Linked DNA regions of Mus musculus: regions 1, 2, 3, 5, 6 and 7 are each linked to region 4. Evidence: chromatin contacts called from public Hi-C, HiChIP or PLAC-seq, Micro-C and promoter capture Hi-C data. All regions are on one chromosome and are shown on one strand. The core of a region is the stretch at or near the end of the contact, and the rest is flanking DNA. Distances in the headings are between cores, read along the strand shown.

Evidence for each region. Promoter capture Hi-C pulls out the DNA fragments that hold promoters and counts their contacts. A called contact is a pair of places that touch in the nucleus more often than the background predicts. HiChIP or PLAC-seq counts read pairs in DNA pulled down with a chosen protein or histone mark.
Region 1: a contact with region 4 is called in a promoter capture Hi-C map of liver, with 5 times the contacts expected there. The contact joins the enhancer-like site here to the promoter of Krt18 in region 4. A contact is called at or near these places in 13 of 39 promoter capture datasets (the 3T3-L1 cell line, 3T3-L1-derived adipocytes, the C10 cell line and 8 more), 1 of 115 datasets of contacts at active chromatin or transcription factors (extraembryonic endoderm stem cells) and 1 of 9 other capture datasets (embryonic stem cells).
Region 2: a promoter capture Hi-C map of liver shows a contact between it and region 4, with 4 times the contacts expected there. The contact joins the promoter of Fignl2 here to the promoter of Krt18 in region 4. A contact is called at or near these places in 6 of 39 promoter capture datasets (3T3-L1-derived adipocytes, embryonic stem cells, hippocampal neurons and 1 more), 2 of 484 Hi-C or Micro-C datasets (both in embryonic stem cells), 1 of 115 datasets of contacts at active chromatin or transcription factors (embryonic stem cells) and 1 of 9 other capture datasets (embryonic stem cells).
Region 3: a contact with region 4 is called in a promoter capture Hi-C map of embryonic stem cells. The contact joins the promoter of Hoxc5 here to the promoter of Krt18 in region 4. A contact is called at or near these places in 3 of 39 promoter capture datasets (all in embryonic stem cells) and 2 of 484 Hi-C or Micro-C datasets (both in embryonic stem cells).
Region 5: a contact with region 4 is called in a Hi-C map of embryonic stem cells, with 5 times the contacts expected there. The contact joins the promoter of Hoxc11 here to the promoter of Krt18 in region 4. A contact is called at or near these places in 1 of 39 promoter capture datasets (embryonic stem cells) and 1 of 484 Hi-C or Micro-C datasets (embryonic stem cells).
Region 6: a contact with region 4 is called in an H3K27ac HiChIP or PLAC-seq map of trophoblast stem cells, with 10 read pairs. The contact joins the enhancer-like site here to the promoter of Krt18 in region 4. A contact is called at or near these places in 17 of 39 promoter capture datasets (3T3-L1-derived adipocytes, the C10 cell line, the SN4741 cell line and 9 more), 1 of 484 Hi-C or Micro-C datasets (pancreatic cancer cells), 14 of 115 datasets of contacts at active chromatin or transcription factors (the NIH/3T3 cell line, a colorectal cancer cell line, craniofacial prominence and 9 more) and 1 of 9 other capture datasets (embryonic stem cells).
Region 7: a contact with region 4 is called in a Micro-C map of embryonic stem cells, with 4 times the contacts expected there. The contact joins the promoter of Hoxc8 here to the promoter of Krt18 in region 4. A contact is called at or near these places in 2 of 39 promoter capture datasets (embryonic stem cells and stem cell-derived epiblast-like cells) and 1 of 484 Hi-C or Micro-C datasets (embryonic stem cells).

What each region holds. Positions count from the first base shown.
Region 1 is chr15:101,189,419-101,192,715 of GRCm38.p6, forward strand. All of the region lies in intron 1 of Acvr1b (activin A receptor, type 1B), which reads left to right. Among named protein-coding and RNA genes, the nearest start is that of Mir6962, 2.8 kb to the right of the region's middle. Within about 2 kb of position 1,558, at least 80 of the 459 cell types and tissues checked have an H3K27ac peak or open chromatin away from gene starts, as enhancers often do. A contact at or near this core is called in liver, where this site is marked.
Region 2 is chr15:101,052,659-101,055,709 of GRCm38.p6, forward strand. Fignl2 (fidgetin-like 2) reads right to left here and starts at 1,741. Exons shown (of 1, transcript NM_001214911.2): 1 at 1-1,741. The coding sequence starts at 1,741.
Region 3 is chr15:103,012,631-103,015,692 of GRCm38.p6, forward strand. It overlaps Hoxc5 (homeobox C5), which reads left to right and starts at 1,378. Exons shown (of 2, transcript NM_175730.5): 1 at 1,378-1,905; 2 at 2,598-3,062. The coding sequence starts at 1,452. The coding sequence ends at 2,812. Mir615 (microRNA 615) reads left to right here and starts at 2,280; the gene lies at 2,280-2,371.
Region 4 is chr15:102,026,745-102,029,695 of GRCm38.p6, forward strand. Krt18 (keratin 18) reads left to right here and starts at 1,472. Exons shown (of 7, transcript NM_010664.2): 1 at 1,472-1,930; 2 at 2,722-2,804. The coding sequence starts at 1,535.
Region 5 is chr15:102,952,504-102,955,918 of GRCm38.p6, forward strand. Hoxc11 (homeobox C11) reads left to right here and starts at 2,023. Exons shown (of 2, transcript NM_001024842.1): 1 at 2,023-2,704. The coding sequence starts at 2,023.
Region 6 is chr15:101,326,047-101,329,115 of GRCm38.p6, forward strand. No RefSeq gene overlaps it. Among named protein-coding and RNA genes, the nearest start is that of Gm52200, 8.8 kb to the left of the region's middle. Within about 2 kb of position 1,490, at least 62 of the 459 cell types and tissues checked have an H3K27ac peak or open chromatin away from gene starts, as enhancers often do. A contact at or near this core is called in a colorectal cancer cell line, pancreatic cancer cells and trophoblast stem cells, where this site is marked.
Region 7 is chr15:102,989,282-102,992,232 of GRCm38.p6, forward strand. Hoxc8 (homeobox C8) reads left to right here and starts at 1,258. Exons shown (of 2, transcript NM_010466.2): 1 at 1,258-1,934. The coding sequence starts at 1,499.

The sequences.
Region 1 (3,297 bases), core at 308-2,807, 840 kb before region 4:
AATGCAGATCACAGAAGAGTGGACTCTTGCTAATGTTATCAGTTGAGCATCACAGCATCTGAGAAAGCCAGCTTCATGTCTTTGTGTTATCCCTAGTGAACTTACTTAAATGGCTTAGTAGTGAAACTCTTACCTAGCTCGCCTGAGGCCCTGGATTCTGAAAATATCAGCCTGTCAGAAAAGCACACCCATCAGATACAACCCTGAGAGGTGCCCGTAACAAACACCAAAAAGCTGTAGGGAGGTTGGGCGAGGGCCAGGGAAGAAGTGGTGGGCCCTGATGCTGTAGGCTGCTGTTGCTCACACGGTGTATAGTGGGGTTAGAAACTGCAGCGTGGGGGCTGCACAAACCCCCGCATGCACTGTCCTGATAGACTGTCCAGTGTCCCTAAGGAGTAATGAATAAACTAAGGACCATGGTCGCTCTAGCTTTCAGAGCTAGAGAACTGGTTGTGTTCATAACCAATTCTTGGACAGAACAGGCTGCTGTGTAGCGTGCTCCTAACTTTCTGAGGTTTTGGGTATCCCCTGCGATATCTTGTGGCACTGTGAGTCTAAGGCTCTGTAGTGGTTCCTGAGACTTCCCAGCTGAGCGCAGCCTGAGCCTCTGTGTCCTCCTGACACAGGAGACTGTGTGTACAGCACACAGAAGCCAGAGTCAGCTCATCCTGGGACTTGGCTTTTCTCAAAACAACCTTTTTCTGAATCAGATTTGCATTCACATCCTACCACAAACCACCTTCTAGTCAGACAGACTTTGACCCATGCTGTAGTCCTGTCGAGGTGGTTTTGTCTCAAGTTCAGTTCTGACTAATTAGACTCATCAATAACAGAGTCTGTGCTGTGGAGAGAGGGCTCGTGTTCTGACACCCCCCCCCATTTGATTGGCCATTTGATTTATTTTTATATATTTCAAAATGCCGGGGACCGAGCCCAGGGCCTTGCATGTGTGAGACAGGCCTCTCATCTGCTGACTTGTTCACACAGTGAGTTGGTGCCTCTGTGGTAGTCACTGCTCGTGCTTGCTGATAGAGTAGGGAGTGTTTTAGGTGACTGTGTTGTTGTACACACGTGCAGGTGACCCTGTGGCAGTACACATGTGTGCAGGTGACCCTGTGGCAGTACACATGTGTGCAGGTGACCCAGTGGCAGTACACGTGTGTGAGGTGGCCCTGTGGCAGTACACATGTGTGCAGGTGACCCAGTGGCAGTACACGTGTGTGAGGTGGCCCTGTGGCTGTGCACATGTGTGCAGACTTTTGACCTGATGAGTCATGATGAAACATGACAAGAGGCTGTTGTCATTAGCCCGGATTTAGCTTTTCAGAAAGAATTAAATTTAGGATATGAATTTATAGTAAGTTCAGCATATGCTTATAATTTTATTATTGCTTCTTCTGTTTCAGTGAAGAGTATTAGCAGATGAGTGGTGAGTGCACGTGTCTTTAAAGGACACAGCAGACTGACTGAGACAAGTGCTCTGGACCTAGACCAGAGGGAAGAGAGCTTGTAGCTAGCGAGAACGTGATGTCATCTTCTTCACTTCCTTTTTCCGGTTGATCAGGAGGAAAATGAAGTGCAGAGATAGTCAATGACTTCCTGAAGCCACACAGTCCCACAACCATGCAGCGAGCTAGCAATTTCCTCTGAGACTGTGGCTCACCTCTTCCTAGTCATTGTTAAGAAATATTTTCCTTGTTGGGGTTGTTTTCTTTCAATTTTTACATTAAAAGGGAGGTTCATATGTAAAGTATATTACTATATATAATGTTTATATGTTGTGTGAGCCTTATTAACAGTCCTTCACAGCTTCAGCCCAAAAGAGACTGTCACAGTTAGGGTAACTGTGTGCTCCAGGTCATGTGGCTAGTATTGGAACTAGCACTTGAGGTTCAGGTCTCTGTGACCTGTTGCTCTGTGATGCCCACTGTCCCTCCTGCTATGGTAGATTCAGATCCTTCCAGGGTGCGGGTATGGCGATGGTTATCTTCACAGTGTGTCTGCTTGGGCTTGCCGCTCATCTGTAAAAAGCAAAGGTGAACACAGTGAGAGTGGGGTGAGCCTTGCTCAGGGTAGCCACAGCACTTGGCAGGCGCTTGGCTAACTTCCCTCTTGTCTCTGTAAGATAAACGGTGTTTGCTGGTTGGATAGTGGAGACCTAGATAGGCTCAGGGACTTGCCTGCCTGCTTGGCCCGCTCCTTATTGCAGGCCCACATGGCCCACTTCCCAGCTGATCCTGGGCCCTTCAGCATAGATTTCACCACTTCTGTTCTTTCCTGCCTTACACCAGGCCTGCTTAAGTACTTCCCAAAAATAATGAGCCATGTGTGGGCGTGGTCATTCTCCAGAATGAATCACTGTGAGCGAGGCCAGCATCACCGAAGGGGGAACAGCTATCGGGAACCAGAGACTCCCGTCTCCTCTGCCCCACTAATTGATGGACTCTGAGGTGACTGCTTTTGAAAAGGCCGTGTGTCTCACTCGGCTCAGAATAGTCATCTCTTGAAGTTGTTAATTTTCCCTTTCTTGCTTCCCAAAATAGACCCAATGCTGTTGTCTTTGCTGGACGTCACAACACGGTGCTGAGAGGTGCTCCCTGTGGGGAACCCCTAAGGGACACAAAGGGACTTGTCAAAGGCGCCTTCTTGGATTAGCAGGACTCCAAAGGAAGAAAAGGGGGTCTTGCCAAGTTTTCTGAGGCTTGAATAAATTTTAAGTTCTTAAGAGGAGTAAGACAGAGCCTGGCTTAGTAGCCCAGGCCTGTGATCCCAGCACTGTGGAGGCTAGGGGGTGGAGAGTTCAAGGCCAGCTGGTTACTTAGTGAAAACTGTCTCAAATACAGTAACCAATAGGAAAACAAACAAAAACAGACCGAGCGAGAAATTTCACCCACAAGTTTGGGAGGAAGATCTGAGGCTTTTTTAGTCGTGGAGCTAGAAGAGTAGAGTGAGTTCCAGGGGAGCTTCCTGTGGAAATTGCTTTCATGACCGATCTGCTCGCAGTCCCTACTTCACACTCTCTGTCTGTGAGAGATGGTACAGCCCAAGCTGCTCCCGGGCAGCTGTGTGCTTGGGAATTCATCTCAAGAAGATAGAGATCTCCTCACACACTGTAAAGAATACAGCAGGCCCTGCCTGTATGGAAAAGCTTCCGTCTACCTGCCTGCCTCACAGTGCTGCCTCATACCCTGTGTCCTTGTGTCCCTGTGTCCTTGAGTGGGAACAGCAGAGGGGTTGCCTCATTGATAGACACTCTGAGGTAGCTTGGGTTGTCTGGGGTATGCAGAGTGAGCGATG
Region 2 (3,051 bases), core at 491-2,990, 970 kb before region 4:
TTCCCTGCACCAGGGCGGCCAGCTCCCGCTCGTTCAGCGCACAGCCCTGCTGAGCCAGCGCCCTCTGCAGGATCTGCCCGCGCGCCGCGCCGTCGGGCAGCGCCACGTAGAAGCGCAGCGCGAACCGCCGGCGGGTAGCTTCGTCCAGGGCCGCCGGCCGCGAGGTGGTACCCACCACCAGCACGCCGTCGGCGCGCGCGCCGCAGCTGCCGTCCAGGCAGGTCAGTAGAGGCGCCCGCAGGGACGCGCCGTCGTCCCTCGCCGGCAGCAGCGCGTCCAGCTCGCTGATGAGCAGCACAGCGGGCGGGCGGCAGCGCGCAGCAGCAAAGGCCGCCTGCAGGAGGCGCGCGCCCTCGACGGCGCCCGAGGCCGCCAGGCCGGCTCCGCGCAGGCGCAGCAGCGTGGCACCTAGTCGGGTGGCGAGGCAGCGCCCCAGCAGCGCCTTACCGCAGCCGCGGGGCCCGAAGAACAGCACGGTCCGCGGCGGGAGCGCGCTGCCGGGACAGGCGGGCGGCCTCAGCAAGGGCCAAAGCAGCTCCTCCTCTAGGGCCGCCTTGAGCGCGCCCTGGCCCGCCACATCCGCCCACTGCACTGGGGGCCCGCAGTCTACCATCTTGCTGCTCACCAGCTCCAGCGCCCCCGGGTCCACGCCCTTGGCGGGCTCCCCCGACGGCTCCGCGAAGCCTCCGTGGGCGGCCGGGACCCGCTCCGGGAACTTGTCAAAGGGCTCGAGCTGCGGCGCGTAGGCGGGGGAGCCCAGGACCTTGAGAGGGCCGCCGCCGCCGTACTTGCCGGTCCCATCCTCCGTCGCCCCGGGTGGCTTCGAACGGAACCCGTTGCCCCGACACTCGGTGTCGTCCGCGGCGGGGTAGGAGGCGCCGTCGGCCGCGGGGGCCTTGGCCGGCTCGTAAGCGTACTTGCGGTAGCGGGCTTCCGCGCCCTCGTCCACCGCCTTGCGCTTCAGCGACACGCCCTCGGCGGCCGCGGGGAAGCCGTAGGGCGCGGGCCGGGGTGGCGCGGGCGCGGGCAGGGGCGTGGGCGCCGCCAGCCCGGAGGGCAAGTAGGGCGCGGGCGGCGCGGCGGGCGGCGGGAGCGCCCCGTAGCCGGGCTGCGCCGCGTAGCCGGCCGCCGGGTAGTTGTAGAGCGGCGCCGAGGGGCCGTAGCCGGGCGGCGGCGCTGGCTGCAGCAGCGCGGGCGGGGGCGGCGGGGCGAGCGCGGCGCTCGTTTGCGCGCAGTAGCCGGACGCCAGGTACCCGCCTCCGTAGCCCGCCGCGTACTCAGTGGCCGCCGACGGTCCCCCGCACGCGTTGCCCGTGTACAGCGGCTCAGTCAGGTTGCCAGCTACTACCGGGGAGCCCCCGAGGCCGGCGGAGCCACCCGCGCCAGCCGCCTTGGCTCCCGGGAGGCCTTCGTGGAGCGAGGCTAGAGGGTAAGGTGGCTCTGGCCCGGGCCAGGGCTCCGGGTCCCCTTTGGCACCGTTGAGGAAGGCGGCGTCACCGTAGCTGCCCAGGCCCGGGCGCTCGTAGTCCAGGACTCCGGAGTACTTCTCGGCGTAGCGCTTGAGGAGGTTGGAGGCTGTGAGGGCGGAAATGTCGTCGTGTGCCCAAGCGTAGTGGCAGCGCTGGCGACCCCCTGGAGGCAACTCCAACTTGTGAGCCGGCGACGGAGTGGTGGAGGAGACGTCCAGGTGCTGCTCTGGCCACTGGTTTAGGGGCTGGGCGTGTTCCGGTGTCCAGTGCATCTTCAACAGAGCTGCAGGCGAGAAGAACAGCGGCTGGTCAGCTCCTGCAGTGGCTCTAGGGACCCACTGACAGCTTGGTTAGCCAATGACAGGCTACCCGAGACCCTTTAGACCTAGAGTTAGTTTTTTAAAATAGTTTGCTGTACTCCAAGAGGAATGCAGAAATGCCATAGTAAACCTTCACTCCCGGCAAGTTACCCTGACCACACCGGCTATGCCCCTCCATGGACCAGATCGAGGGAAGGGCCAGACCATGTGAGGCTCACCCGTAGCAGACACTTGCTGTTCGCTCACTATGGGCCAGCCACTGCAGCGTATCAAGGTTTGTAAAGATTAGTGCAGCCTGTCCAGAGCTGCTGGATATGAGGCCCAACAGGTTGACATCCTACTCTGTCCACCTTGGCGTTCCCTTGAGATTCAAAGGTCCACCATAGGCCCTGGGATGTGAGCGTACCCATCAGCCCTGGAAACCACAGTGGCTAGCCCAGCAACCTTATTTCCTTGCGGTTTGATTTCTTCCGGCCTTTGGCTAAAGCTCAATCTTCAGGTCATACCCCTCCCCGCCCCAACCCACTCAAATTTATATTATGATTCGTAACAGTAGCCAAATTAGAGTTATGGAGTAGCAACAAAAATAATTTTGTGGTTGAGAATTACCATAACATGAGCAACTATATTTAAGGTTGCAGCATTAGGAAGATTGAGAACCACTGGCCTAAAGAAACTAGAACCTGGGAGCTGGAGAGATGGCTCAGTGGGTAAGAGCACCGACTGCTCTTCCAGAGGTCCTGAGTTCAATTCCCAGCAACCACATGGTGGTTCACAACTGTCTGTAATGGGGACTGGTGCCCTTTTCTAGTGTGTCTGAAGACAGCTACAGTGTACTCATACACATTAAATAAATAATAAATAATTTAAAACAAAAAACTAGAACCTGACCGAATGCTGTTTGTTTGCCTGCTACCTGCTCCATCCAAAATGACTCTTATCACCTTACAAACATTATTTGGGATGAACAGATGGTGTGCTGAGGTATGTGAGATAGTACGAGCATGCAGATCATGTCAAGTGCATCACAGGGCTGGTAAAGTACCTGCCTCATCTCATGCTCGGGGACCCGGGTTCTATCACCCGAGGGGTTAAAGATGAACCCTACTTTGTTCTGAGCTCCCCAGTCACCAAATGAAGAGGGAGCTGTGGTCAGACTCATTTCACAAAACACCCTTACTCAAAGGGAGCAAAACTATTTGTGGTGTGGGGATCCTAGAGCCAATCTGTGAGATACCACCTCTGGACCATGAAGAGGGTAA
Region 3 (3,062 bases), core at 128-2,627, 990 kb after region 4:
CCTAGGGGAAGAAGTGTGGGTGGGAGGTCTCCCGGAGGGGGAAAAATCGGTCTGAGTTTTCCAGACTCTCCAGGTCCCTGCCACCGCCCCCCTCCTCCAGATCCTCGGCCAGCGGGGGTTGGGGGGAGAGTTCTGGCAGAGACTGAGAGTTCCTCAGTTCCTGAGGAAATGTGGGCAGTAAAGAGTAGGGTCTGGGACTAAGAAAGGGGATAGGACCCAAAGGTTGAAGAAACCCTGGCCAAAGACTGTGTCTGGGTTGCCCGACTCCCTGCCTGCCCACCCACCTCCCCATGAGCCTTCTATCTTGAAACCTGGGCTAAGAGCTTACCTCTAAAAGAACAAAAGCAGACTTTTATCTCTGCCTTGCTCATAATATTTGTGGAGGTTTCAATCTTGCCCCTCTATGCTCTTGGGGGTCATCTGAAATATCTGGCATTCTCATGGTACCACATGAAGACCACACAGAGCTGTAGAAGGGCCCTCCAGTTCATTGTGTCTAGTTACATGCATAGGAATGTTGCCTCTTGCAACATGTTAGGGTTCCTAACATTGTGAAGTCTACCCAAGTTCACCTGGCCCCTCACCTCCAGTCACATCCCAGAGAGTACCTAGGACTCTCAGCCTCAGGACCTGTCTGCTGCTTCTGCTCATTCAGGAACCCTCTCTCCTCTTGGGTATCCTGCCTACCTCCCAGAGGTTAATTTTTCCAAGCATACAAGACAAGCTTCTCTTTATCAAAACTGAGTTCAATCCTCCCAAGCAAGAGACCTTGACCTTTAGTTTAGGTAACCCAAGATATGTCCTCCTGGCTCTCCACGCTGGGCTTTAGCTACCCCAACTCTCTTTCTCAGTCATCATTGAAGTTTGGAAGGCTCTGGAGGTAGGGAACTGGCACTATTCGTTTCAAAAACCACCGGTGTAATTCATAAATAAGGCCTCATCCTTTCTCAATTTTAAGCAGAATTTTAAAGACAAGCTCAATGGGTTAGTTTGTCCAACAAGCAACAACTTCTCCACAAACTGACTGCTAGAAGGCCAAGCGATGCTACAAGATGAAATTCCTCCGAGTCGGCACCAGGTGTCGCTGTGAGCTCGTTGTCCCGACTACCCCCCAATTCCAAGAACCATTTTTTTTTCCTCCCCCTTGCTTCTCTTTCTCTTTCATCCCCCCCCCCCCAACCCCCGGGCTTTGCCAACATATCAAGATGCGTTTCGCCGGCTTCCATCACTAACCTCCCGGAGGTCATCAAGCCAAATTTATGAGTGGCCGCTCCAGTCACGTGACTCTATTTAAGGCTCCCTTATTTGGGAAGAGCGCATAGGATAAAGAAAGAGATATCTCCACCTATAAATTGTGCACTTTGGAGAACAAAAACCCCCTCAACTTCAAAGAGTCACAAATCACCCTTAATCAAAAAGGGTGCAGAAATTTTTTTTGGGCCCTCCCCGCCATGAGCTCCTACGTAGCCAATTCATTCTATAAGCAGAGCCCCAATATCCCTGCCTATAACATGCAAACTTGTGGGAACTATGGATCGGCCTCAGAGGTGCAGGCATCCAGGTACTGCTACGGCGGATTGGACTTAAGCATCACTTTCCCACCGCCTGCGCCTTCCAACTCTCTCCACGGGGTAGACATGGCTGCCAACCCCCGGGCTCACCCCGACCGCCCCGCCTGCAGCGCCGCGGCCGCTCCGGGACACGCTCTGGGCAGAGACGAAGCGGCTCCTCTGAACCCTGGGATGTACAGTCAGAAGGCGGCTCGCCCGGCGCTGGAGGAGCGAGCTAAGAGCAGTGGGGAGATCAAAGAGGAGCAGGCGCAGACAGGGCAGCCTGCCGGACTGAGCCAGCCACCGGCCCCGCCACAGATTTACCCGTGGATGACCAAACTGCACATGAGCCACGGTAAACTTTAGGACTTCATTTTGCGCGCTCGGGTCCGCCTGGGTTTTATAGGCCATGCGGGGCAAATAAAGAAAAAAAACCTGCGGCCATAAATTTTACGATCCAGGCATCAATGGCTCGTAAAACTGTCCACTAAAAGGCTTAGAGGCTGTGTGCGCCCAAATTTACGACGACATAATTGGATCATAGGAACAAAACGTGTATAAAAGGCAATATTCAATTTTGGGGGGAGAGGGAGGGAGTTAAAAAAATAGAGGGATCTGAAGGGTGAGGAGCATGGGGCTCCAGAGTGGGGATCCCCCCGCGGCTCCCTCCCTCCCTCCCCTGCGGAGCCGGCTCGGCCAGTGCTCGCGGCTCCGGAGGATTCCAGCGACTCGGGAGGGGCGGGAGGGGGGTCCCCGGTGCTCGGATCTCGAGGGTGCTTATTGTTCGGTCCGAGCCTGGGTCTCCCTCTTCCCCCCATCCCCCCTCAGCCCCTCCGGCCGCAGAGTGAAGGCGGCGGTGGAAAGTTTCCTGCCCAGGCGGAGGCGCTTCTCCCGGGACCGGGCCTGCCCGCCTGCGGCCCTTCTGGCCTGTCCCACCGCGCTCACCTCTACTCCCTCCGACCACGGGTGGGGCCTGGGACTAGGGTGGGACGTTGGAGTGCTGCACGCTATTCATCCCTCCCTGGTTTGGGGGAATTTATGTTCCAGAGACGGATGGCAAGCGGTCCCGAACCAGTTACACGCGCTACCAGACCCTGGAACTCGAGAAAGAATTCCATTTTAACCGCTACCTCACTCGCCGCAGGCGCATAGAGATTGCCAACAACTTGTGTCTCAACGAGAGACAGATCAAGATCTGGTTCCAGAACCGCAGGATGAAGTGGAAGAAAGATTCCAAAATGAAGAGCAAAGAAGCTCTTTAGAGGAAGCAGGGAGCCCTCAGAGAGCACCCCGGTCTGCTGTGGTCCCTGCGCCCTTCCTTTTCGGTTTTCCTCCTTCTAGATTTTGAGGCGGAGGCTAGAGCACTGGCTCCGGGCCTCCCAGACAAAAGCGCATTTCTTTGGCATTCCGAATCCCCATCGACCCAGGGTTCCGCAGGACCGCCTGCACTGCCTGTCTTGCCTCAGCTCAGCTGAGCACCCCAGGCCCGGGGCACATTCTTGTAGGGCGGGT
Region 4 (2,951 bases), core at 222-2,721:
GCAAACACCAAGTCCTGCCGGAAAAACGGGCTCCTGGTGCTGACCGATTCCAACCTCAGGGTTTCTCCCTCCTCATTCAGCAGGAGTGGTCATCCAGCTGGCGAGGAGGGGGTGCGGGGGTGCAGAGGGGCTCTTTCCCCCAGAAAACAAGCTGGAAAGCCAGAAAGCATTATAAAAATTGACCAGGAAGGACCGAAGAAAAGGCCCGGGGAGCAGGAGAAGGGGACAGATGCAAGGGGGTGGCAGAGGTTGAGGTGGGGGATGGAGAGGCAGGCAATCTGGTTCAAACTTAGCTGTTTCTACATATCTGGTCTATGGACTCAGACCCCAACCTGTCCAGACACAGTATAATCTACAGGAAGGACAGTGGTTCTCTCTTCCTTGCTGTTCCCATAGCTACTAGAAGGTGTCTAGCAAATACTGGTTAAATCTATGTGCTCTTGGGTTGGCTGTGTTCTCAGCTGGTAAAGTGGTCTGCCTGAGGAGTATGAGGCCTTGGGTTTGGTCCTCAGCACCCTGTAACCTGAAAGTGATGGAGTCTCATGCCTGGGATCCCAGCACTTCAAAAGTGGGACGGGAAGATCAGGAGTTGAAGGCCATCCTCAGCTACATGGAAAGTTCAAGACCAGCCCGAGCTACATGAGACCCTGTCTCAAAAAAGAAGGAGGAGGAGGAGGAGGAGGAGGAGGTAAATGGTAGGTGTCCAGACATAGGGATACCTCTTCTACATAATCACAAAGGCCCCGATAAAGCCTCCAGGGAATGAGTTGAATGAGGACATGTGTACCCACGCGTTTGAGGATATGTATTTCCACGGTTCCCTATGGAGCCACAGCAGTGTCTTGGAACCATGGGGCCGGAGCAGAAAAACCAAGAGACCTGCCCTCAGGTTCGTGTTTCTCTTCTTTTTGAGCTCCCAATTTTCTTTCCCCAGGATTCCTGGGGTTCTAGGACTGCCCCCAGACTTAAGCTGGCGACATGCCACAAAATCTTCACCCTAGTGAACCCCTCTTCTGTCTGTGTAAATGGAGTTTGTTTGTTTGTTTGTTTGTTTGTTTGTTTTCGAGATAAGGTTTCTCTGTGTAGCCCTGGCTGTCCTGGAACTCACTCTGTAGCCCAGGCTGGCCTCGAACTCAGAAATTCGCCTGCCTCTGCCTCCCAAGTGCTGGGATAAAGGCGTGCGCCACCACGCCCGGAATAAACGGATATTTAAAACGCCATTTTTTGCCCTGAAAACAGACACTCAGGGGCTAACACCACCTGCTATCCTTTGTGCACCCCTTAGTTATCCACTCCCTGTGTCGGTGAGGATGGCAGGTATGCTGAGGGCGTGTGCAGAAGTGGAGAAGGGCTGCGACCTGTTAGGTCACAGGAATCCCGATCCTGGCGCCCCCGGCTCCGGTGGCTGGGGCGTGGCCTGCTGGGGGAGGTCCCTACCTCCTCCCGCGGCGATATAACAACAGGTCGAGGACTGCCACCCTCCGCGGCGGAACTCCTGTTCTGGTCTCTCGCTTCGCTCTCCTCTCCAGACAAGATGAGCTTCACAACTCGCTCCACCACCTTCTCCACCAACTACCGGTCCCTGGGCTCTGTGCGAACTCCCAGCCAGCGGGTCCGGCCTGCCAGCAGCGCAGCCAGCGTCTATGCAGGTGCTGGGGGCTCCGGGTCCCGGATATCCGTGTCCCGCTCTGTCTGGGGTGGCTCTGTGGGGTCCGCAGGCCTGGCGGGAATGGGTGGAATCCAGACCGAGAAGGAGACCATGCAAGACCTGAACGATCGCCTGGCCAGCTACCTAGACAAGGTGAAGAGCCTGGAAACTGAGAACAGGAGACTGGAGAGCAAAATCCGGGAACATCTGGAGAAGAAGGGGCCCCAGGGCGTCAGAGACTGGGGCCACTACTTCAAGATCATCGAAGACCTGAGGGCTCAGGTAAGGGGCCTAAGGGGGGAGGGGCAGTAGCTCCGGGCTGTTCTGTCTATCCAGTGTGCCCACACCCCCAAACTTGAATAGAGTGTGGGCTGTTGACTCCCTCCACTCTTTCCACATTCACCACATCCCCCCACACACACTCTATGGGACGGAGTTAGGAATACTCTGGACTCTCACCCACAACCTGTAGGAATTCCAAGCGTAGTGGTTACACACGCGAGCCGGCTTCCCCCAAGCAGTGTAGTGGGAAGAGAACAGGATTGGAAAAAAAATAAAATAAAAAGGTGTGTGTGGGGGAATCATAAAATGAACTCAGACACTCACTTCTTTTCCAGTAGGAACAGTTAGAGGGTTAAGCGGATGTGGCTAAGGCTGAGTCATCTAGGAGTAAACAGGAGCTTACCTGTAGGAGGGGCCAGCGGGACAAGTGGGGGGGGGGGGCGCGTCCCAGGACGGGGGGGGGGGGGGGGGTTAGCAGGTGCACCTGGAGAAGATGCCAGGAGAGGATCAGAGAAATCTTGTTGGAAGCTGCTCTTTTGTAAGCAATCCAGATAGTGCAGGCCCTGGCAGAGGGGCAAGGAATCCAGGAAGGGAGAGGAGGCTCAGGTGGGAAGGGAAGACAGAAATACACGCCTCTGACTGTTCCTGGGACTGGGATGGATTCACTGAAACACAAGACGTGTTTTCTCATCCCCCACTTCTCCACACACACACACACACACACACACACACACACACCCTCATGTGACCCGGAACTCTCAAAGCGACTCTCTCCACTTTAATCCACCCAGATCTTTGCGAATTCTGTGGACAATGCCCGCATCGTCTTGCAGATCGACAATGCCCGCCTTGCCGCCGATGACTTTAGAGTCAAGTAAGTCCGGGGCTGCAGCTGGAGCTAAGAATGGCCTACTCCCAGAACTGTATTAGAGTAGGGTTCCTTCCTTTCCGAAGTTTATTCAGGTTAGGGTTCATTGACTACTGAGTTAGCTCTTCATCTGTGCAGCCCAGTTTAAGCAAA
Region 5 (3,415 bases), core at 773-3,272, 930 kb after region 4:
GTTGCCCCCAGCTCCTCCTATAAAAAAGACTAAAGGAAAGGGGAACTGCAACAGAATCTTCTGTTTCTGGTCCCTTCTCTACAGAAATGCCCCCAATCTAGTTATTTACCTTCAGTTATGATCTGGCCAGGACTAAAAAGCACAAGAAGCAATGCCTATCATTAAGTGCAAACATAGGGAAGCACTGGAAGTCTCTTCTACAATATTGGAGACATCCCCACTCACCCACCCACACAGAGAAGGTGACTATGGTGGAGGCAGATTTCACCGAAGTATTGTTGTAAAGTCTGAGTAAATGTGGGCAGGTAGAAAAGTTGAGGAAAAATGGATTTGGGAAGATATATTTGGAAATAAGCTAGCCATTTCTGTCTTTCCTGTCTGACTGGGGCTTTCAGTGATTCATCCTTCAACAAAGAAAATCAAATTAAATACACTTTAAAGCGGGAAAACCAATCTGAAGGCGGCCCTGAGGGTGGGGGAATGGTTTAGACTACCTTTGGTTTTGTCTAAGAGTACAGGGTTGAGTTGCTCTTTTCTAAAATGTTATGTCCTGACAGCTCCTTCTTAGGACCAAGGTTACTGCTGCTTTCTGTTTGTGCCAGTTGTTTGGGCACCATGGATCCAGCCCAGAACATTTCCATAAAGTTATATTCAGATGCCCAGATGTATGTTGTAATAGCCAAAGGGACTGGAGGTTTAAGGAGTCATTGAGTATTCCCCTATGGACACAGCGGTCCAGCAAGGAGGGTTTATAGACTTGGAGAAGGGCAGGGTTGGACTGAGATGTAGAGAAGAAATAGGAGTGAAAGAGGCTGGGGACTTCAGGCCCTACCCTGCCTACTTTTTGATTGGTATTAGAGATAGACACCTCTACCCACCTAAGCTCCCCAAATCATTAAAAAAAAAAAAACCTCTCCAAATGTAGTTCCCTTAGCATACATCCTGCCTGGACCTTATTGCCAGCCTTCTTTTCAGCCTATTAGCTGAAGCTGAGCTCCCAACCCGAAGGGCCCCAGATAGAGAAGATAGATGACTCTCACTCTAAATCTTTTTCTTTGGGGTTTGGGATTTTAAAATCCACAGTGAATGTAGCTTTCTGCACATTGATTGACAATAAAGGCAGGCATGAAATATTCACCCAGGGCCACTCTCTCATACTAAATATTTAACACAACATTAGAGAAGGTTTTTCCCAGACTTCGCCAGGCACCGGCTGGGCGGCTGGCGCACTGCTCACCACTGGTTTATGACTAATAGGAGTCCCTAGCCAGCGGCAGCACAGCAAGCTAGACAAAGTTGGGACACTGGCTCATAGCTGGGCTGCCTCACCTTTGGGAAACTTCAGATACTCTTCCTGGGAGCCTGTCCTATAAGGGAGCGCACCTTATTCTGGTCAGGAAAGTAATATAAAGGACTTCTTATGAACAAGCTCTGATTCTTCAGGTAGAGGGTTAAGAGTCCCTGAAACTTGTTGGGAAGCATCCAATATTTCCGGGGAAATCAGGCAGGAAAAGACCCTTTCTTTTACCCCCCGCCCCCCAGCTTGTCATAAGGAGGGGACCAAGACCCCGAAACGGAAAACCCTTCTCCTTCCCCCAATCCTAGGGGGGAAAAGAACAGCAGTTAAAAAAAAATACAATTACCCCCTCCCAGCCACCGCCCCCGCCCATCCCACCGCCCACCCCACCCCAACCCTCTCTCTCTCTCCTCCTTTTCTCGCTCTGTGGAATGGAGAGGAGGGGAGTGACGAGAGAAAAACGAATACAAATCTGCAATTGATTTTCATAATGTTTCTGCGGTGTTTGCAAACCAATCGCCTGAACGTCCCCGATCTTACCTAAGAGAGAACCCCTCCTACGTCTGCGAAGTGCTCCGAACTGATATATGACAATATCTACTTTGGATCACGTGCTCGGGGAGAGAGACTAAGACGGATAACGCGTCATCTCGCCTTCCCAAAATTTCCCCCCTCGCTAGATCGGGTCCAAAACCTCCAGCCGGAGGAGGCAGGAGAAGAGAACGATGTTTAACTCGGTCAACCTGGGCAACTTCTGCTCGCCTTCGCGCAAGGAGAGGGGCGCTGACTTCGGCGAACGAGGGAGCTGCACCTCCAACCTCTATCTGCCCAGTTGCACTTACTACGTGCCTGAGTTCTCCACCGTCTCTTCCTTCCTACCCCAGGCTCCCTCTCGTCAGATTTCTTATCCCTACTCAGCCCAAGTGCCCCCGGTCCGGGAGGTCTCCTACGGCCTGGAACCGTCCGGGAAGTGGCACCATCGGAACAGCTACTCGTCTTGTTATGCGGCGGCCGACGAGCTTATGCACCGGGAGTGCCTGCCTCCTTCCACAGTCACTGAGATCCTCATGAAAAATGAAGGCTCCTACGGCGGCCACCACCACCCCAGCGCCCCGCACGCGGCCCCCGCCGGCTTCTACTCCTCAGTCAACAAGAACAGCGTCTTGCCCCAAGCTTTCGACCGCTTCTTCGACAACGCCTACTGCGGTGGGGGAGATGCGCCCGCCGAGCCCCCCTGCTCCGGCAAGGGCGAGGCCAAGGGGGAGCCTGAGGCGCCCCCCGCCTCGGGACTTGCGTCCCGGGCAGAGGCCGGTGCTGAGGCCGAGGCCGAGGAGGAGAACACGAATCCCAGCTCGTCCGGTTCTTCCCACTCGGCGACCAAGGAGCCGGCCAAGGGAGCCGCCCCCAGTAGGTAGCAGCGGCCGGGAACCCGAGGGCAGCGAGGGAGGGAGCGGAGAGGGAGGGCTGGAGTAGTGGGGGGGGGCAGGGGAGCGCGGACAGCCTCGTGTTTTGGGTCAGTCTGATTTTATGTGGAGTTTTATAAGCATTCAAAGGATTTTATTATAACCTACAAAGCCCTCTCTCCCAACGACTCGACTTTTTACGATGGAGAAGGGGTGGGGAGGGAGGGAAAGGGGCTCTTTGGAAAAGCCGGGTGAGCCCCCCTCCTCCGTTATCTCCCTCGGTCTGTGAAATTTTTAAAAGTGCCACCATTGCGGGCGATATTAACTTTGATCGTGAACTTAGAGGAGCGTTTAAGAAAGGATGGGGAGTCGGACTGCTGGGGGGTTGGGAGGGAGGGGAGGGGTGGAGGGGGAAAGGGGAGGGCGAGGGACAGACTGGGAGAAATCCAGAGAAGGGGAGAGGTAAGGAACAGAAGCGACGCGGCAGAACTGGAGTCCAGGGAAGCTCTCCAAGGCCGCTCCTCTTCTTTTTAAAACGACTTTTAAAAATGTTCAAATTACGTGTTCGCGGGTCTTTGAGAAGAAACCGGGGCAAGCCGGGGTTTGGCGGTGGCAGGAGAGTGGGGAAAGAATCAGAGATTCCCTTGCTCTGCAGGGGAAGGTAGCGGTGGCTCTCCAGGGTCCGAGGCCTCTCTCTGGGTAGGCCCAGCCTGAC
Region 6 (3,069 bases), core at 240-2,739, 700 kb before region 4:
ATCTTCCCTTACCCCACTTTGCTGAGCTAAATCCTAGACCTGAACCTCATGGAGATGCCCTCATGGTTCTCTTGGGAGGGCTAAGCCCATAGCCATGCCCCTTCCCCCTGGGAGGGCTAAGTCAATAGTCACCGCCCTTTCCCCCTGGGAGGTTAAAGCCATAGTCATGCCCTTCCTCCTGGGAGGGCTATCCCATAGCCACGCCCCTTCCCTGGGGGTGAGTCTAAGCCCAGAGTTACGCCCCTTCTCCTTGGGGGGCAGTCTAAACCCATAGTCACGCCCCTTCCCCCTGGGAGGGCTAAATCAATAGTCATGCCCTTCCTCCTAGGAGGGCTATCCCATAGCCACGCCCCTTCCCCTTGGGGGGCGGTCTAAACCCATAGTCACGCCCCTTCCCCTTAGGGGCTCTAAGTCCATAGTCACGGCCCCTTCTTGCAGAGATACTTAATTTTCACGAGTGTCTTAATTTTCTGTCCTAAGGATTCACCAACTTGGTGGCTTAAAACACCAGAAATCGATTACCTCACAGGTCTGTAAGTCCATGTTTATATCAAGGGGTCTGCAGGGCTGTGGCCCTGGTGAAGGCTCCAGGGCAGACCCTTCTTCTGCCTCCTTCTGCTGGCTTTTAGCAGCTTGGAGGATTCCGCAGTCCTCGTAGATTTGCTCTGAGCTCACCACGTGCCGGTGTATTCTTCTTGTCAGTTTCTCACAAGGATACCTGTCATTAGATTTAGGGTTCACTTGGGAACTAGAGGGGATCTCACTTGCATACTCCAGATGAAGTCATCCTCCCAGGTAGATTTTTCTGGGGCCATTGCTCAACTTACTTTAGGGTTTTTGATCTAAGCCATGTATGTTTCATAGGTGGGAGAAGATTCTGTGGGTTCCTGACGACCTCACCTGGAGGACTGCTTTGGCCTGTTTGGCAAGTTCGTCGGTTTCTCTTGTGTATGCACACTGGTGCCCCTCTCGAGTGGCTCATAGGGCTACCGGCAGCTCCCCCAGAAAGCTGTTTAGAGAGGAGGGTGGAGTAATGGGGCTATATAGAGAGGTTTGGTTAAGCCCTACTTCTGCCTGCTACAGGGACTCCACGGGTGGGTCCTCCTGTACAAACTCATTGACAGGAAGGGAACCCTTCCGTTGGTTCCCTCACCTTTCAGCCCAGGCCCACGTCACAATCTCACTCATCAGCTTCAGGGCACTACTCTGCCTACTTTTCGAGCTCCAGTCCAACCATCACTGAGTTGAAGGAAGACTCAAGCTGCAGCACCGCTTGCCTCTGTTTCCTAGTTCACTCACCCTTGCCAACTGCCTGGTGGCTTTCTTCACCAGCTCTGGTTCGGTCCCAAGAGCCTAAGGAGGTCTAGTCCTATGTTGTCCACTGGAGGGCGCTCCTGCTCCGTGGAACTTGCTGTTTCCCAGTGGGGGCAGGGCTGCGGCAGCTTTTCTGCGGGAGGTGGACAAGAGAGGCTGTTGAGCCTGCCCAGCAGGTCTGGGTGTGGTGTGAGGAAGCTGCAGGCCTGGGAGAGCTGGGTTATACACACATGGTTTAAAAGGTGTGTGTGTGTGTGTGTGTGTGTGTGTGTGTGTGTGTGTGTACATGAGGAGAAGGGCAGTCAGTGATGGTGTCAGTTGTAAATGTCCTGGTTCCTCTGACTCTCTCAGGCCTAGGGTCCCCACAGTTGTGTTGTAAGGACTCAGGTAAAAGACTGAGTCTGGCCCTGTCCACCCCCACTCCCTTCCACATTTTCACTCAAGGACAGCTTTGGAGTCTTATGTCACTCTTCTTATAAGTGAGATTCAAGCAACCATACATACTCCTGCCACAGGACCATCATGGGATGTGCTGGACATGCAGGGGTGTGGGGTGGGGATCTAGTTCGGAGTCAGGGTGGCAGGGGATGTCAGGTGGAGAGAGCTGGGCTGGAGAACCTATTGCTCAGAGGTGCAGGTGTGAAAATAGTGTGCAGGTGTGAAGTGTGTACCCAGGGGTGAAGAATGCCCAGGTATGAAGTATGTGCAGGTGTGAAGAGTGCACAGGTGTGAAGTGCTGCAGGTGTGAAGAGTGCCCAAGTGTGAAGAGTGCGCAGGTATGAAGTGTGTATCCAGGTGTGAAGAGTGTGCAGGTGTAAAGAGTGCCCAGGTATAAAGAGTGCCCAGGTGTGAAGAATGCCCAGGTGTGAAGTATGTGTGCAGGTGTGAAGTGTGTGCAGGTGTAAAGAGTGCCCAGGTGTGAAGAATACCAAAGCTGTTGCTGGGAGTCTGGGTGAGAGGGAAGAGGGCCTTTGGAGCTGGAACCTGGAGCCTGCCTTAGGGCTATAGGGAGGCCTAACATGGGCTGGAGGAGTATGGGGCTGGCCTGGAAGGAAAGATGGCTTTCACTGTGCCTGGGCACCATTTTGTACATCATGGGGTCCTGCTGGGTTGGGCTGGGTGTGGCTGGCAGACAGTGGATTCTTGGTTGCTGTGGTGGGTTGAGGGTCACTCCGTGATGAGGACTGCAGGCTGAAGGCGGAAGTGTTTGGAGGGTTGTGCTATTAACCCAGGCTTTTGAAAGACCCACATTGTGACAGGGAGAATCATCCCTCTGATGAACATGGGGTGAGTTGAGGTTGGACGGTGGGGGCAAGAAGGGCAGGGACCTGGGCCATGATGGCTGCTGGAGAGCAGGGCGGGTTTCCTAGGAGGAAGAACCTCTTCACTGAACTGAACTGAACTGAACTGAACTGAACTGAACTGAACTGGAGAATCTATGAGAATCTGCATCTCTACTTGGGACACCCTGGCCTGGGACCTGGCCTTACCTGTCCCCAATCTCCTGTCTCCCCTGGTTCCCACTGCCCACAAGTGGCTGTGACTCCTGGCTAGGATTCTGGTGTGAGCCCTGGTTATATGGAGACCTGGGATTGGGTAAAAGAGCTTCAGCCTCAACCCCACTGAGTGACGTGACATGACAGGGCCTCGTGTGTGTATGTGTGTGTGTGTGTGTGTGTGTGTGTGTGTGTGTGTCCTTGGCTCACCACTCTCTAAGCCAGGGCTCCTCATATGATGGTGACAGGCCCAGAAAAG
Region 7 (2,951 bases), core at 8-2,507, 960 kb after region 4:
CTGTAGAGGAAGAAGACAGGGGGAAAAATCATTCTTATTCATCTTCATGAGCACAATAGCCCACACGCACACATTGTTCTTATGCTTTCTTCTCTTTTCTCTCTGAATTAAGCCCACATAACTGCAAACACCATGGCCAGAGAAGGGTGTTGGTTATTTTTTTTCCATTAGAATTAACTTGAATTTGTCCAGTCTTGGGCATGGGGATGCTGCCCCCGCCCAGAAAGTGTGGGTAAATATTTAAAGAGTGTCTGTTGACAGTTCCCTTCCACATCCTGGCCTGGGCAGCCTGCCTGGAGAAGGGCTTGTGTGTGCAGGGAATCCTGAGGGCCCCTCTAGGTTGAGCTGGCATTTCCTAAGGGATGGTGGTTTATGAGAACCAGTAAGAGGTCTACTCTTTTGCACCCTTCAGTCCAGCTGTAATCTCCAAAAATGAAATCTCTTGAGTTGGGCTAGACAGAAACCTGGGCACACAAACTATTCCTTTGAGTCCCCATAAACAGCTTTGCTCTCAGGTTCTCCCAGCCAAGCCTATTGGGGTTCCCTACTCCTTGGAGAGGTTGCTTTCTATAGGTCATGCTGAGGCATATAGAGTGCCCCCCAAGAGCAGTCAAGAGACAAGAGTCCCCAGGATATAAAAATGACAGAGCAGCTCCAGACCTTGAAGAGAGACCAGAGGCTGGAGATTGTGCAGGCTGAAGGGTTTGGGGTACATGATCACCATGCTGGGCTTCTCAGAGTCCTCAGACTTAAGGAACCTCAGAGAACTCATCTTTTGGATTGCAGGCTCAGCCCTGACTTACTAACTCTCACCTCCTGGGGGTCCTCTACCTGTTGAGGTAACCTGAGTTGACCTGATGGCTCAGGTATCTCTCAAAAAGGAAAGAAAAGGGGGAACACCTTCAAACTAGAGTGCACACCTTGGAAAAGCTGGCCTTGTCCATTAGCTAGGGCTGGCTCACCACCCCCTACACACACCACACCCCCATTCCTCGCCTCTCCTCCCTCCCTCTCCTCCAGGTCCCCCCCCCCAGCCCTGAACCCCCTCTCCCCCAGTCTCTCTCTCTCTCTCTCTCTCTCTCTCTCTCTCTCTCTCTCCCTCTCCCTCTCCCTCTCTCTCTCTCTCTCTCTCTCTCTCTCTCTCTCTCTTGCTCGCTCGCTCGCTCGCTCGCTCGCCTGTCTTCATGTCGTGGATTGATGAACGCGAATCGCGTGTAAGCGCCGCCACCGCCGGGAGTCTGAGGAATTCGCCTGGGCTGTTAGAGGAAAGAGCTAAGTGAGAGCGCGCGCTCTACCTACCGACAGTGAGCAGAGAGCTGCAGCCGCCCGAGCCCGCAGCCGGCACCGCGCCCCCACCTGCCCAGCCCCCAGCCCAGCAGTCCAGCCCGGGGGAGCCGGCCAGCTTGGGGTTCGGTCCCGGGGGGAGGGGAGTTTCGGGGATACCCGGCGGGGGAGCGTGATCCAAGGGGAGGGGGCCGCGGGTTTTCATGTACCCAGCATGAGCTCCTACTTCGTCAACCCCCTGTTTTCCAAATACAAAGGCGGCGAGTCCCTGGAACCGGCCTATTACGACTGCCGGTTCCCTCAGAGCGTGGGCAGAAGCCATGCGCTGGTGTACGGGCCCGGCGGCTCCGCGCCCGGTTTCCAGCACGCCTCGCACCACGTCCAAGACTTCTTCCACCACGGCACCTCCGGCATCTCCAACTCGGGCTACCAGCAGAACCCATGCTCGCTGAGCTGCCACGGAGACGCCTCCAAATTCTATGGCTACGAGGCGCTCCCCAGACAGTCCCTTTATGGGGCTCAGCAAGAGGCGAGCGTGGTGCAATATCCCGACTGTAAATCCTCCGCCAACACTAACAGTAGCGAAGGACAAGGCCACTTAAATCAGAACTCGTCTCCCAGCCTCATGTTTCCATGGATGAGACCCCACGGTGAGAAGCCTTTTCTCTTTCCCCCTTGGTCTCCCGCGCTCCGGGGTCTTCCCCCCTCCCTCGCCTCCTTTTTGTCTGCCCTAGCTCGCTTTCCTTCCTGGCTTTGGGGGTCTCTCCCACTCCACTCCCGTGCCTGGGTGGGTTCCTGGGAGATTGAAAGGCTTGGCTGGGGGTGGAGCGTGGGGTGCCTGAGACATTGTGCTTGTTGGGGTGAAGGTGGGGGAAAGGTGACTTGTGGGTGCAAAGGGTTAAAAATCGTTTTCTCTATTCCTTCTGTCTCTCCTTCTTCCCATCTGTAAAGCCAAAGTTGGGGAGATGGCTGGCAAGGACACCCTAAGTAAACTGAGGTTATCAGTCTTTGGGGTTGGTAGCCAGTTTTCCCAAAGACATTTCCCAACGCCAGCCATCCCAAGACAGTGACCAGACTGTTGGGTGAAAAGGAGACCCTTTGCTATCTCCCCCTAGTCAGGGAGAGGGGCAAGACCTCCCCTCTCCCAAGGACAAGCATTCTGCCTCTCTAGGATTGTCACTTCTTCCCCTCAGAGAAGCAGCCTGAAGGCCACTACCCCAACTTTTCTGTACTTCCTCCAATTGAAGAGAAGACTGAAAGCCCGAGAAGAGGAAAATGATTGCTCAAAAGGAGAGAGGGGTCATACCAAGTAGGGGCCTCTGAGATCCAGGGTACTCGAGTCAGGCTACCCGCCAATCAAGAACTATGGAGTCTCTTGGAAAGCTGTTTAGGTCATGAGCCCCTCCAAGGGTGGCCCTTCATGGCCCAATTTCGAAGTACAGGGGGAAGAGATAACGACAAGTTCCGGCAGGGATGGCCCTTGATTTATTTTTGGTCTCCAGTTAGCAATCAGGCAGAGCAGTGATACATTCCAGAAGATCAATTATTTTTCTTATTGGAAAAGCATTAGTCAGAGATCGGCAAGGAGGGGGCAATTGGCACAGCCCCCTCTCCTTTAACCCCAGCCCTTTTCCTTTCTTTTGGAAACAGATTATTTCCCTAGGCCG